Linked DNA regions of Mus musculus: region 1 is linked to region 2. Evidence: chromatin contacts called from public promoter capture Hi-C data. All regions are on one chromosome and are shown on one strand. Each heading gives the region's core, a stretch centred on a gene start, on an enhancer-like site or on the middle of the called end of the contact. The rest is flanking DNA. Distances are from core to core; before and after follow the strand shown. Region 1 holds the start of Prpf40b (pre-mRNA processing factor 40B). Region 2 holds the start of Wnt10b (wingless-type MMTV integration site family, member 10B).

Region 1 (7,688 bases), core at 3,387-5,886, 520 kb after region 2:
AAACTTTAAAAACCCCATCTAGCCCGCTTTAGACTCCGTGCAGAACGTTCTCATCTAGAGCAGACACTATTGTGTTGTTGGTCCTCAACTCATTAGAGGTTCAGCTTTATGACAACTGGTGTTATGACATCATTTCACTGTGAAGAAGCTGCCTCAGCGAAGCCAGGCGTGTGATATGTCGGACAGGTGTACGCACGGTCATGCAAGCATCTGGAGGTCAGAGGTCAACCACAGATGGCATTCCTCTGGACAGCCGTCTATCTTGGTTTTTGAGATAAGGTCTCCAAGCATTGGAGCTGTTAGGGTGACCCGCCAAGTCTGACTTTTTACATTAGTTCTGGGGACCAGTTGGGTCTTCATACTTCCAAGGCAAGCACTTTACAGGCTGAGCCACCCCCCTGTCTCAAGGTTTTAGTTTTCACTGCATAAATGGAAAAAAAAAACCCCAGGAAAACAAACATATCATTTTAAAACTTTATAGCTGGGAATGTGACTCAGTGGTAGAGCATTTGTATAACATGCACAAGGCTCTGGGTTTGAGTATAAAATACTTCTCTCTCTCTCTCTCTCTCTCTCTCTCTCTAAATGAATGTAATAAAATGGAGCAAAGAGATTTTGGGGAGAAAATAATTAAATAAAACACAATCACTCAATACCTAGTTCTTTTCAAGATAGGTTATTGCAACAGGTTAAGATGCTATAAAATGATATTCAGAGCATATGTGAGAACAATAAGCTTAACTTGTTAAAACACACACACTCTCTCGCACACACACACACACACACACACACACACACAAGAATGGCGGGTAAGCCAGCTGGGGTGCCACATGCCTTTACTCCCTGCACTAGGGAGGCAGAGGCAGGAGGATCTCTGTAAGTTTGAGATCAGCCTGGTGGACTACAGAGTGAGTTCCAGGACAGCCAGGGCTACACAGTGAAACCCTGTCTCAGGAAAAAAAAGAAAGAAAAAGAGAGAGAGGGAGACGGAGACGGAGACGGAGACGGAAGAAGGAAGGAAGAAAAATGAGGGTCACCTCAATGGCTTAGCAATAAAAGCACTTGCCACCAAACCTGATGACTTGAGTTTGATCCCAGGACTCCACACACAGTGGAAGAAGGGAAAGGGCTCCATAGCTTGCCTGTGGAGCACACACACTAACATTTGCACACAAATAAATTAACAAAAAAAGTTAAAATGCAAATAACACAGCGCAAATGAACACAATAAAAAGCAGATAGTGACAAATCCCTGGGGAATACTGAAAGTCCGCTGGGAAAATAAGATGCCTCAGCTTTGCACTTGGCTCGGCTCTGCAGAGCAATCACAGTGTGGTCAGAACTGACGATTAGACAAACAGAAAGTGTTACAGGATGGATTTTGCAGACGGATATGATAAATGATGTATAACTTATGAGAAGGGAAGAGCAATGAGCTAAATCCTTACATCTGCCCCCGTTATTTCTGGGGCTGAGGCAGGACTGAGAATCAATAACCATACACTAAATATTTCAACACTGTAAGCCAACAAACTGTTAAGTAAAATACATTCTAAAACTTAATTTCATAAAAATGTACCTGGAAGGTCGGGTTCTAAATTAAAGTTTTGGGACTCTCCAGAGTTCCACAGACGAAAATGGCAGTGCCCAGAACCTGGCTCTGCTCCATTCTTTCCTTTCTGCTCTTGGCTGTGTCCTGCCTTGAGAGAACCTACAGGGTCAGTGACCTCTGGTCTATGCTGAGCCTTTCTCTGCAAACAGCTGCCCTTGTTATTCCTCAGGCTTGGGGAGGCCCACATCATCTGCAAGGTCTCTGTGAGGAGGGATGAGGGAATCCAGTGAGAAACGGGAGATGGTCCAGGAAACAAACCGGCAAGGCAGTTCTCCCATCCCTTCGAGTATCCATCAAAATAGGATCAGTAAGGGAATAGTAGCAGTGGATCAGGATATCTCCTTGGATTCCTTACCCAGTGAGAAGCAATGAGGCTGACAGAGGGATACACTGAAGAAACAAACAAACCAAAAACCAAAAACAAAACAACAACAAAACCAAAGAAACCAAAACAACAGCAACAGAAAATCCACTAGTTGTGAAAAATGGCTGTCTCCAGGGAGAAGATCAACGAGGCAAGCAAGGCTCTGCTCTTTGTCCTGAAATGCTTTCTATATTCATTTGACCTTTAAAAACAGTTGCCTGCTCATACTGTAATCCCAGCACTTGGGAGGCAGAGGCAGGAGTGTGAATTCAAGGCCAGCCTAGGCAATGTGTTAAATTCCAAGTCAATCTGGGCTACACAGCTAAACCCTACCTCAAAAAACCAAAGCCCCTAAACCACACAGTAACAACAACAAAACCGTGCTTTTGTGCTCTCTCTCTCCCCCCCCCCACTCCCCACTCCCCCCGCCCCGCCCCCCGCCCCCGCCTGTGTGTGTGTGTGTGTGTGTGTGTGCATGTGCCAATAGCCCAAGTTTTAAGTAGATCCACTCAGGTAAAACCAGATGCTTAACTATGCTGTGCAGAAAAAACATCAGGATGAATGAGAGTGAAGTAAAAATTGAGTTTATTAAGATAAAAAAGAGGGCTCAGAAGTTAAAGGTGATTGCTGCCAGGTCTCTCAAGAGCTTGCCTCCTTTATCTTCTCCCTGGAGACAGCCATTTTTGATCTCCTGGACCAGAAAGCATAGTCAAAGGAGAGAACTGGTATTTCACATACTTGTAACAACACAGGTCACACACACACACACACACACACACACACACACACACACACAAAGTGCCCCCCCCCCCCCCCCCAGACAGGGTTTCTCTGTGTAGCCCTGGCTGTCCTGGAACTCACTCTGTAGACCAAGCTGGCCTCGAACTCAGAAATCCACCTGCCTCTTCCTCCCAAGTGCTGGGATTAAAAGCGTGTGCCACCCCTGCCCGGCTCACAAAGTGCTTTTTAAAGGAGAGGCTGGAGAGATGACTCAGTGGGTAAAGACAATTGCCATCAGTCCTGATAACCTGATTAAATCCCCAGGACCCAAATTGTGGAAAGAGAGAAGTGACCCCAGAAAGTTGTCCTCTGGTTCCCACATGGGTGCAGTGAGCACACATGTGTCCCCCTCCGCCCCCCGATAAATAAATAAAATAAAAGCAAGAAAACATAAGGGAAAGAAGAGACTTTAGATTTTTTTTTAAGCTCGGTTTTGGTTTTATTTTGTTTTTGTTGTTTTGTTTTGTTTTGTTTTGTTTTGATACAGGGCTTCTTTGGGCTACACATTTCCCTGTGTATTCCTGGCTGTCCTCGAACTTGCTGTATAGACCAAGTTGGCCTCGAACTCAGAGATTTGCCTGCTTCTGCTTTCCAAATGCTCGATTAAAGGGGTACACCCACTACCACCTGACATACATTAGATTTAAAGTGCATCATGGATTTGTTATTTGAGATCACTTCAAGAAAGACAAATTAGATCTCAGGGGAAAGGGTTTCTTCCCCTCATGTCCGGCTTTTCATGACGTCCTGGGACATCATTTTAAAGATCAGGTCTCTCACTAGTCAGAAAACACAATGTAGGCTAGTTCGGCTAGCCGCTGAGCCCCAGGGATCTGTCTGCCTCTACAACTCAGTGCTGGCTTGAAGAATGAATATAAGAACTTTTAATACAACTATTGATAAAGCCAAATTGTCTATAGACATAAAGAGGTGTTTTCCTGAGTCAGGTTCAGAAACCTACAGAAGGAAACAGGCAACGTCTTGGTCTTTACCCCGGCTTTGGAGGGGTAAAGAGGTGCAATGCCTCCAACCAGGGCCAGCTGTACTAGCCCAAGAACTTGAGCATGCATGCCCATTAAGTAGCTTCGAGTTCCCTTATCTACATAACTGAACGTTTATCTCTCACTGTAGATGTTACAGAGGCAGATTCTGAAAGTAACCCAGCGCTAAGCGAGAGGCACGTACGCACTCATTTAGGGGATTTGTCGGCTTTGCCCGACACATACGGCTGCTGGCACAGGAGTTTAATTAATAGTTCTTGAATTAAGAAATTAAAACTAAAGCCGGGCGTGGTAGCGCACGCCTTTAATCCCAGCACTCGGGAGGCAGAGGCAGGCGGATTTCTGAGTTCGAGGCCAGCCTGGTGAGTTCCAGGACAGCCAGGGCTACACAGAGAAACCATGTCTCGAAAAAAACCAACAACAACAAAAAATTAAAACTAAAGAAAATACGCAGGGAAAAGAGCCGCTCTGTGAACCGCTGTAGTGCCCTCTGCGCGGGAGAAATTAATGGCTCGGTCCGGTCTGGGTGGTGGCCGCGGAGTCGCGGGCAAGAAGGGGGCTGTGAGCCGGGAGAGCCACGCCGCCCTGCGCAGCCAGCGCGCGGTCAGTCCCAGGCCCGCCCAGGCGCGCTCCGCCCCCGGGGGTGGGCCCAGGCGCGCCCCGCCCCAGGGGGCGGTCCCAGGATTCTGCGCACGTGGGGGCGGGGCCTGGCGCTCCGGGCCGGGGGCGGAGCCGGGCCGGGCACACCGGGCCGGTTGGGGGCTCCGCTCCTCGGCGAGAGCAACCGGAGCCCCGGCCACGAAGGGGTGCGACCCCCCCACTGGCCCCGCCCTCCCGGCCGAAGCCCGGCCAATCAGAGCTGTTTTTACTGGCGAGTGGGCCGAGCCGGCCCAGCTGCTCTGAGGCTCTGGCATGGTAACGTCCCCGCGCGGGGGTGGAGAGGCCCGGGGCTGTCTCACAGCGCCCCCTGCGGCCCGGGCTCGAGCCGGGGAGGCGGGAGGGCCGCCGGGGCACCCGGGACCCTGAGGGAGGGCGAGGGGACCGAGGGGTGAGGAAAAGAAGCCCTGTAGGTAGGTGGGGGCGGGGAGTGAGGGTAGAAGGGGCGGGGAGGCCATTATGGTGCATGGCGGGGGGCGGGGGGGCGGGTGCGACCGGGGGCTGAGGGGACGGAGAGCCTAGGCGCTGTGTGAGGAGGAGGAAGGGATGAAGTGAACGGTGGGTCTGTGGAGAAAGGTCGGGGGCGAAGGGAGGGCAGGCGATGGAAACCAGTTGCCAATCCTAGGCTATTTGGCGTGGCCCGTGCCCCTCCCCCAGACCCAGGCTTGTGCCTTTTGGAAGCCCCAGGTGCCCCTTTGGACCTTAGGGGACACCCTTCCTTACCCATCCGTTCTCAAAACCTGTCTCCCGAGGTTAGGAGGGACTTCTGAGGAAAGAGATGCTCCTGGTTTCCACCTCAGAACCGGAGTAGTCCAAGAAACGGAGGAGCAGAGGCCCCTGGGTCCCAACCCTGGCTCTGCCTTCAGACAGACTGTGGTAACTCTGTGTGACCTTGGGCAAGTCACTACCTTTCTCTGGGCCTTGAATTTCCCATTGACTTTTAAAAAGGAAAATGGGCAGTATGATAAACGGACTCTCCATCCGTTGCAGAAGGGGGCGGGATTTGAGGAGGGAATTCAGGCGAAGGGGTTCTAGGATGCGTCAAGCAGGAGGATGTTGGAGTGGAGACCTTCAGCTTGACTGGGGAAAATTTCTCGGGATTTACGGATAAGAGATTTAAAGCTTGCAAGGCTGGGTCCTGGCAGGCCTGGGCCTTGGGAATCCCGTTGGAGAAATGGGAGAACTCTATAAATAGAGGAAGTTGAACCCTGGAAGTTCAAAAACGATGAGAACCAGAAGTAACAACATTCTGTTTCTTCGGGAGAGTGAAGAGGTGATGGAGGATCAGAAGCAAAATGTTGTATTCTAGAAAGATCTCTAGGCTCTTTGTGGGGAGCAGAAGAAATGCTAGGGCTTACACACCAGAGTAGAGGCTAGGAAGTAGGTGGGGGAGGGGCTGGACCTATTTGGGCTCTGCAGGTCAGTGGAGACAACAGGGTGCTAGAGCTCAGCTGTTCTTTGCAGCGCTCTGCATTGAACCTAGGGCCTTGTTAATGCCGGCAAGAACTGTAGTGCTGAACTACTCTGCCAACCCCGTTTCTTTTTGATGATGGCTGCCTCTCTTTGAGAAATATGCCTCTTAGCCTTCATTTTCTTACAGTTCCTTTGGTGAATAAGTCAGTCCAGGCCTACCTAGGATCACCTGGTTGTCTCAGAATCTCAGGATTGGGATTAAAAAAAATGAGGCTAAGAAATGTCATCTGTGCCATCCTTCTTTCTGGGAGGCAGCTTTATGGGGTCGGACTGCTTGGATTCCAAACCTGCCTCCGCCGTTTAATCTCTGAGAACTGTAGCCACGAAGTAACCTGTTAGAACCCCAGCTTCTCCATGAAATGGGGATACTTTCTCAGAAGGTTGTGAGGATTAAATGGACATGTGGTGTGACTCTGGCTCATAATATGCACCCAGCAAACATTACTGTTAGCCGTGATCTCTGTTCTCTTCCCTGTCTCTCTATTTTTGTCTTTTTCCCTGTTCTTCTGAGTGCTCAGTTCTGAGCTACCCCTTAGATCTGAAGGCTGAGAATTGATTACATCTTGTATCAGGATGCTTCCATTGGTCTCCCTGAATATATGATGACTAGATGGCCAATAGTCTCAGTATTGACTCTCCCCTGCCCTACAATGTGTGTTCTGTTCCGGGGAAGACTGACAAATCTGCTTGTCTTTAGCTTTCTTTCTACTGTCCTTTTGCACTGGTCACTTCAGAGTCCACTCAGAAGTGTTACCGTCCCAAAGTTGTATTGGTATTGCAGCAGGTGAGAGGAGCAGAAAAGAAAGGACAGCACAGGGGGAGGGAGGGAAGACTCTAAAAGGTCCATGGTCATTTCCATTCATCCCATCCCTCTGTCTTCCCTGGGTAACTGAGTAAAATGGGCCAGGGTTTGAATTCTGTCCAGAAGTCTCCATACAGTTAGCTTTCTATCATGTAACTTTTCCCATATGAGTATTTGATACCTGCTGCCTTCCACCAAGGTAAAGGATCTCTATTTTACATGTTTCTATTACCGATTATACTCAAGAGAATTTACACAAACAAATGAGTGCAAACAGTATTTTAGGTAGTATCCAAAAATCCACCAAGGTTAGGGATGAGATGGTGTCATCAAAGCACTTCAGGTGGAGGGCCACCCTGTCTAGACAGTTGGGGAGTTTGAGAAAGAGAAAACCTAGGCTGTCGAGATGGCTTAGTGGCTTAAGTGCTTGCTGCAATGGCAGAAGGATTGGAGTTCAGATCCCCAGAACATACAAAATGCTCAGCTCCTTGTAATTCTAGCCTTTAGTGCAGAGACTGGATCACCAGAGTATGACAGCTAGTGAGACTGGCTTTATCAGTGAGCTCCGAGTTTGGTTGGGAGACCTGGCTCTCCCCAAGGAATAGGGTAAAAGATTGATGAAGGATAAAGGATAATTCCTAACATCAGCTTTGGGCCTCTGCATGCTCATGTGCCTCCCATGTCCTCAGACATTATGAAATGGGGAAAGAAAGAAAGCTCACTTCCAAAATGTAGCACACTGGATTGGAAAGGCAGGCACTCTCAGAAGCCCAGTAAACATTCACAGAGGTACAAGCGACTGCCAAGTGGTGTGCTTGGTCCTAAGAGGACAGAGTGTGTGGGTGTGCGGGTGTGGGTGCTCGGGTGTGCGGTAATGTGAAAGTAAAACAGAGTGAACTTTGGATCATCTTGAATAAAATGAGAGAAATCTAACAATTCCTGTACAGAAAGTTAACTAGGAAGCCCTGGCCTCAGGATGGGCCAGATGTGGAACTGCCT
Region 2 (6,607 bases), core at 284-2,783:
CGGCGATGTGCAGCCCCTGGAGCGCCGACGCCGTCACGTCGGGGCTGCGCAGGCACAGCCCCAGCTGTCGCTTACTCAGTCCGGACAGGGTCAAGCACACGGTGTTGGCCGTCAGCGGCGGCTCACCGGGAAGTTTAAGGCCCAGAATCTCATTGCTTAGAGCCCTGGGGACAAGCGACAAGGGTCTGGGGTCTAGTCGCACGCCCCATCCCTATCCTCCCTAACCCAGATCGGTGCTTTCCCTCCCCTGGAACTGGATAAAAAAACGCTCACCGACTGAACAAAGCCAAGAACAGGAGACCCGCGAGGCCTAAGGGCGGAGGCCGAGACCGGGGCTCCTCCAGCATGTCGAAGCCCGGAGGCTCCGGTGGGCGAGTCAGTCAGCGCCTGCGGGGACAGGGACATTTGATGAGGACTAGATTGGCTCCCTGGGACCGAAGGACGCTCTGTTTCAGCTCCTTAAGCCACCAATGAAGCCCCACTAGCTTTTTCTCACCCCTCCCCAAACTGTGCAATACTAGTCACCCCTTGACTTCCAGTGTCTGCGTCCTGGAACCTGTCAAAGAGGAAGGGTCTGAGCAGCCCGAGGCCCTCCGGAGCACCCCTGGAGTCCGAGCCAGCCAGACACGACGCAGGGTCCTGGGACACTCACATACCCATTTGAGACCGGTTCTCTCAGACCCTCTATCCCTCCTCACCAACCGCTCCCTCTCTGTGGGCCCCACAACTGATCTGCCCGCCCTTACAGGGTTAGAGGGAGGGATTAGAAGGGGGTTCCCCACCACCTGGAGGGGTGTTGCCTCCTCGTGCTGGCAATACCAGGCAAGCTAGATTAGAAGGGTCCGAGGTCAGGCTCTTGGAACCACTCTCTGGCCTCGGCTCCCACCAGGGGGAAAGTGGGCTACAAAGGCCCCGAGGGAAACCAGGTGCCCTGCGCCAAGGCCACAGATTCCCCATCTACCCCCGCCCCTTTTCTAACTACACGCTCCCTCTGCAGTGCGACACCATCTAGTCCCCAAGGGTCCGACCCCAATTCTACCCCACCCCCTCATTGCCCTCTGAATCCGAAGGCACTTCTTTATTCTGTAGGTATCTCTATATCTGGCTTTCTCAGCGTTGTCTGTGCTCTTGAGGGGGGACGCTTGTCTGTCTGTCTGTCTGTCTGTCTGTCTGTCTGTCTTGTCTGACCGCCCGCGTGCCTGTCTAGTCTCTGCCCTCCCTGTTCTCTCCCGCCCCATTACCTCCAGCGGTTCAGGTGCAGGATCCACAAGGCTCGCGGTTGAGTCACTCGGGCCCGGCTCTTGGGGCTTAAACCGTGGGGAAACTGTCGGGTTCAGCCCCCTCGGCGGAGCAGCATTCTCCCAGCGCCCAGCCACTCCTCTCTGCCGCTTCCCCGGCGTCGCCGCGGCCGCCCGCCGGGAGGAAGGGAGGGTAAAAGGGAGGGAGTGATCCAGATAGCTAGCGAGCGAACCCGCGACGAAGCACCGGGGGCTTTGGCTCTGCTCGACCTAACTCACGGGTGGTTCTGCTCGAGCTGACGGAACTGCGGCCCCTCCCAGAGCCCGGGGCATCCCCACCCCACCCGCACCCCACCCCCTGACTTGACCAGGAGAACGCAGCCGCTCCCCCCCCAAGCGTGTACACACACACACACACACACACAGGACGCCGGGATCACGATTAGCCCCACTCCAGGGGCAAGTGGTCGGAGTTCCACTCACCTGCTCCGGGGTCTCCCGAGGCTGTAGGGAGAGTGCGGTGACCCCAAGGGACCAGGATCTGGTCCCAATGACAGGGTCTTTCATCGTTTTCCTTTGCCTCCGAGAGTGGGTGATTGAAGCGCTCCTTTGACACGCTGAGGACGGATCTAGACGACCTTAGGGTTACTGACGGTCTCTTGAAGAGCCCACGAGCCTGTGCGCACCAGGGCACTCTGAGCCTGCAAGTGAGGAGCCACTGTGTGGCTTGGCTCCCGCCCACCTCAGAGCCTTACGCCTGCCCCTTGGGAGGGCTCAGGTTTGGCCTCAGAATTTGGCCTTGGTCAAAAGCTCGGGTAGCTCCTAAGACCTCCTGTCAGTCCCTATGCTCCCCTTTTCTGGTAGGCATCCGAGATCTCAGGGGTCTCCTCTCCGGAATTCCTGGATGAATGCTTGAGATAACCCAAATGCATGCTCCACGCTCGCGCGTTTGCTGCACAAGAGATGAGGGAGGCCTGAGAGGATCCCAAAGTGAGCCCAACTTCAGGATAGCGGGGGGGGGGGGGGGGGGGGGAGAACCTGGCCTGGGTGAGCCCAGGCAAAGGCACAAACTACGGAGCTCTGGCGGCAGTGAAGGGGTTAGGCGCCACCGCACTCCCGCCTGACTCACCCTCCTAGCTCTAACCACTGCGGACTATTTTTGCCAGAGAGGGGCCTCAAGGCTTCCCAACCACCACCACCCCCCCCCCCGCCCCTGCCAGACCGCAGCCCCAAGCACAGCATGACTGGCCCTGCGCACCCAAGTCACATAGATCCAGAGCCGACCCCCCAAGGAAACAGAAGCACAGGGCTGGTACCCACAGCCACAACCACCTCTTCATTGGTGGTGGCTAGCAGCAAGGCTGGGCAACCAGCCCCTGGTCTACATTCTTGCAAGTCTTGCCTTGTGTTGAAGAGGCATCCCTGGCTAGGTGTCTAGTACAAAGGAAGTTAGGTATCTGGGGTTACTATTGAGTGCTTCCTTGATGAGGGTGCTGGAGCCCTAAGCTAGACCACAGCGGGAGGTGCTCTTTCTGAGTCCCCCACCTCTGGAGTAGGGAAAAGGCAGCCCAAGAGCTCCTTCCCATTTAGGGGAAGAAGGCCAAACCATGTATAACTTCTGAGATGGGCCAGCACTGTCTCAGTAACTTCTACCCTACTCCAGAACCCAGGATCCTCACCAGTGCCCCATCCTCTCTCCTGCCTGTCAGCCTGGGACTCACCCAGGCCCTGGAAGGGTATTTAGCAGATCCTTCATCAGTATCTCGAGGATATTCACGTTTCTCCCGTGGCTGCAGTTCCATTCACACGTTGGATTTTGTCTTGTTCCTATTTGTCCCTAATGCTATCTTTACCTCCTAGTTCTATCATTCAGTCAGATGTCAAGAAGGGACTAGGGCAAGCTGGGGCAGGTAGAGCTGTGTGTGTGTGTGTGTGTGTGTGTGTGTGTGTGTGCGCGCGCGCGCGCGCCATGCTTTTACTCCCAACACTTGGGAGGCAGAGGCAGGTGGATCTCCTTGAATTCAAGGCCAGCCTGGTCTACTATGTAGTGAGTTCTGGGACAGCCAGGCTATATAAAGAGACCCTGTCTCTAAAACCGATGATGATGATGATGACGACGACAGCGGCAACGACAATAATAATAATAACGACGAAGGTGATGATGATGATGAAGGGGCTAAGGAAGATTATAGCGCCCAGAGGTTCAACTTCTTAGTGGCCTGGGGGCTCCCCAAGTTGAACTGTCCCAAACCTAAGAACTCATACCGCTGTTCTCTAACCTCTCTGAAGTCTTGCTCTTTGATAAGAGGCCACAGGCAGGCAGTGGGTGGCCTGAGCTGGCCGAGGGTGCCCTCTTGCCGACCGTCTGGCCTGAGCACTGACCCACAGGCAGCTAGAGGGCGGTGGGACAGGCGGGGCCTGGAGAGGCCTGCGGGTGCACACCCATTGCCTAATACCCCAAGCACGCAGCCAGCTCCAAGAAAGAGGAGGGGCAGGAACCAGAGAGACCTTGACAAGGGTTGAGACCTAGATGAGAGGGGGAAAAAAGGGGGGCTGCCATCACTGCAGGGAGGAAATGAGAGCAACCTGGCCCATCTTCCTTTTGATGAGAAAAGTGGAAGGCCCCTCCGGCCCTTGCGGGGATGGGGAGGGGGGACGTGTAGCAAAACACTGTGGGAAGAACAACGAGGCCCTGAAGGGCGGGGAGTGTCAAATAAAAGAGTGGGGACCTCTGGAGATGGGGAAATCAAGCAACTGAGGCGGTGGCTAAAGCCGGGCTACACTCGGGAATCTCCTCCTCCTCCCCCTCCCCTGATGTTTGCCTTGGCTGGGGTCTTGGGTGACTCATCTGTTGCTAAGCCGCTGATAGGGGCGGCCAGCCCAGGGAACCCAAATTATAGGCCCTGGAGGGATGGATGCGCCTGCGGCGGTGAGCTCAGCTGTACGCCTCCCTCCACCTCACCGGTCTTCCACTGCAGCACCGAAGGCCACCACCCAGAGGCGCCAGAGATGTTGCAGACGAACTACTGGACTCCAGAGAAGCCCCCACATTCAGTAGTAGCCCCAAGGAGTCTTCTGACTCACCCAAGACAGAATGTTACCCCCTTGTCTACTATAGGTTGATGGATGGGTTACACCCTCCCAGCCCGAGGGGGTAGCGCCTGCCTGGGCTTCAAAGGCTTGCCCAAGAACTCAGAGCTCTGCTCCAATGTTCTCTCTCTCTCTCTCTCTCTCTCTCTCTCTCTCTATCCCAACGTCTAAGCAAAGCTTTCACCCTCCCCCACCGCCTCCCTCCTAGATCTATTCCAAGGCCTGTGTTTTGCTACAGAGTTTCTACTTCAATTCTTTAGTTAACTGTAGCCAAAAGTGACAGCGAGCCGCCCCCTGTCCCATATACCTAGAATAAGGAAGTTGAGGGAGGGAGATCAAGAATTCCAGGAGAGCAGATCTACAGATCAGCATCGAAGAGCTCTTGTTGCTTTTGTAGAAGACTTAGGTTCAATTCCCCAGCGCCCACAAGGTGGCTCACAACCATTCATAACCTTGGTTCCTTGGGAATCAATATGTATGAGTGTGGTGCGCATATATACGAGCAGGCAAAACATTTGAACTACAAAGAAAAACAAATCTAATAAATAATTTTAAAAAATAATTTGAGGCCAGAGCTAGGAGTGGCAGGCAGTTCATGGGCCTTGCTTTTAGTTTGAATACAAGAAAGGTAGAGACAAGTGGAGCTGAGGGAATTCCAGGCTACAAGGCTAGCCTAGTATACATGGTAAATTCCAGGCCAGCCTGGGCTATATAGTATGACTGCCTCAAAACAAAACAACAACAACAAAACCCCAAGATATCTAAAGGAGGAACATTCCAAAAGACAGAAATGTCCATAGACCTTGACAAAGGAACATGCTTGGTATGTTGGAAGGGTCAGAAAGATCAATAAAGGAGTAATTCACAAGGGAAGATTTGGTTGGTTGTGAACCTGAAGACCTAAGAAGGAACAGGGTCAGACCTGGAGAGGCCTGCTAGTTACTGTCAAGATTTTGGGTTTGGAGTGAGATAAGGAATCATTGGAAAGATGTGATCAGGGAAATTAATTTTTATTTGTTTACTTTTAAAATTGCTTGTGTTCGGTTCTGTGTTTGGAGGCCAGAGGTGCTGGAGTTACAGACAGTTGTGAGCTACCTGAAGTGGGAGCAGGGAATTGAATCAGGTCCTCTGTAAGGCCGGGTATATTCTCTTAACTCCTGGGCCATCTCTCAAGCCCAGCTTTGTTTTCAGAAAGGGTAGTTTGAACTGCAGTTGGAGAGAAGGCTGTAGGCTAGAAGGGAGAAGCTGGAGATGTGTGCTTTACAGACTGAGAGTCAGGGTTTGCTGATAGCCTCACATGAGGTGTGAAACAGATAAGCCAAGGTTGATACACAATTTAAAATTAAGGTCCATATATATGTGTGTGTGTGTGTGTGTGTGTGTGTGTGTGCCTGGTGCCTGGTGCCTGCAGAGGCTACTCCTGATTCAAAGATTTTTTTTTTTTTGCCATGAAGATAAAGGTCAGAGCTGTCATTCACTGAGGTGAGAATGACTAAAAAGAGAGCAAACTAGGCAATGGAGAGATTAAGAATTCAGTGGTGGCCATGTGAATTTTGAGGAATTTAAGTGTTAGGTATACAACAAGAGTTCATATCCAAAGTCATAGTTGGGAATCAAGAGAACTGGAGAGATGGCTCAGTGGTTAAGAGCACTGACCGCTCTTCCAGAGGACCAAGGTTCGATTCCTTCCCAGCACCACATGGTGATGACAACCCTCTGTAACTCCAGTCCCAGGGGATCTAATATCCTCTTCTGGACTCCATGGGCAGCAAACACACAAGTGGTGCATGGTCACACATCCATATACATTAAATAAATATAATAGGAAGCATGAAGCCATATAGTTTGCCAAGTGAGTTTGACTAGGCCAAGGTGGCCAGCTTAAACTGGGTGTACTCTAGCCTTCCTCTTCCTCCCCCTCCCCCTCCCCTTCCCCCTCCCCCCCTCCTCCTCTTCCTCCTCCTCCTCCTCCTCCTCCTCCTCCTCCTCCTCCTCCTCCTCCTCCTCTTCTTCTTCTTCTTCTTCTTCTTCTTCTTCTTCTTCTTCTTCTTTTTCTTCAGTTGTTGTTGTTTTGAGCCACATGTAACCCAGGCTAGCTTCAAACTCAATATGCAGTTAAATATGACATTGAACTCTGACCTCTGCTTCTCAAGTGATAGGACTATACACGTCAGTGAACATGGCTTTATCTTCTCTTTATTTTTACCATACCTATGGTAAAGCTTAGGACCTCACATATGCTAGGTAAGTTGTGTGTGTGTGCGTGTGTGCGTGTGTGT

Evidence for each region. Capture Hi-C pulls out chosen DNA fragments and counts their contacts.
Region 1: a contact with region 2 is called in a promoter capture Hi-C map of liver, with 3 times the contacts expected there. The contact joins the promoter of Prpf40b here to the promoter of Wnt10b in region 2. A contact is called at or near these places in 1 of 39 promoter capture datasets (liver) and 2 of 9 other capture datasets (adipose tissue and liver).

What each region holds. Positions count from the first base shown.
Region 1 is chr15:99,290,602-99,298,289 of GRCm38.p6, forward strand. It overlaps Prpf40b (pre-mRNA processing factor 40B), which reads left to right and starts at 4,637. Exons shown (of 26, transcript NM_001370635.1): 1 at 4,637-4,827. It also overlaps a transcript of Fam186b not described here.
Region 2 is chr15:98,776,617-98,783,223 of GRCm38.p6, forward strand. Wnt10b (wingless-type MMTV integration site family, member 10B) reads right to left here and starts at 1,534. Exons shown (of 5, transcript NM_011718.2): 1 at 1,242-1,534; 2 at 274-387; 3 at 1-164. The coding sequence starts at 347.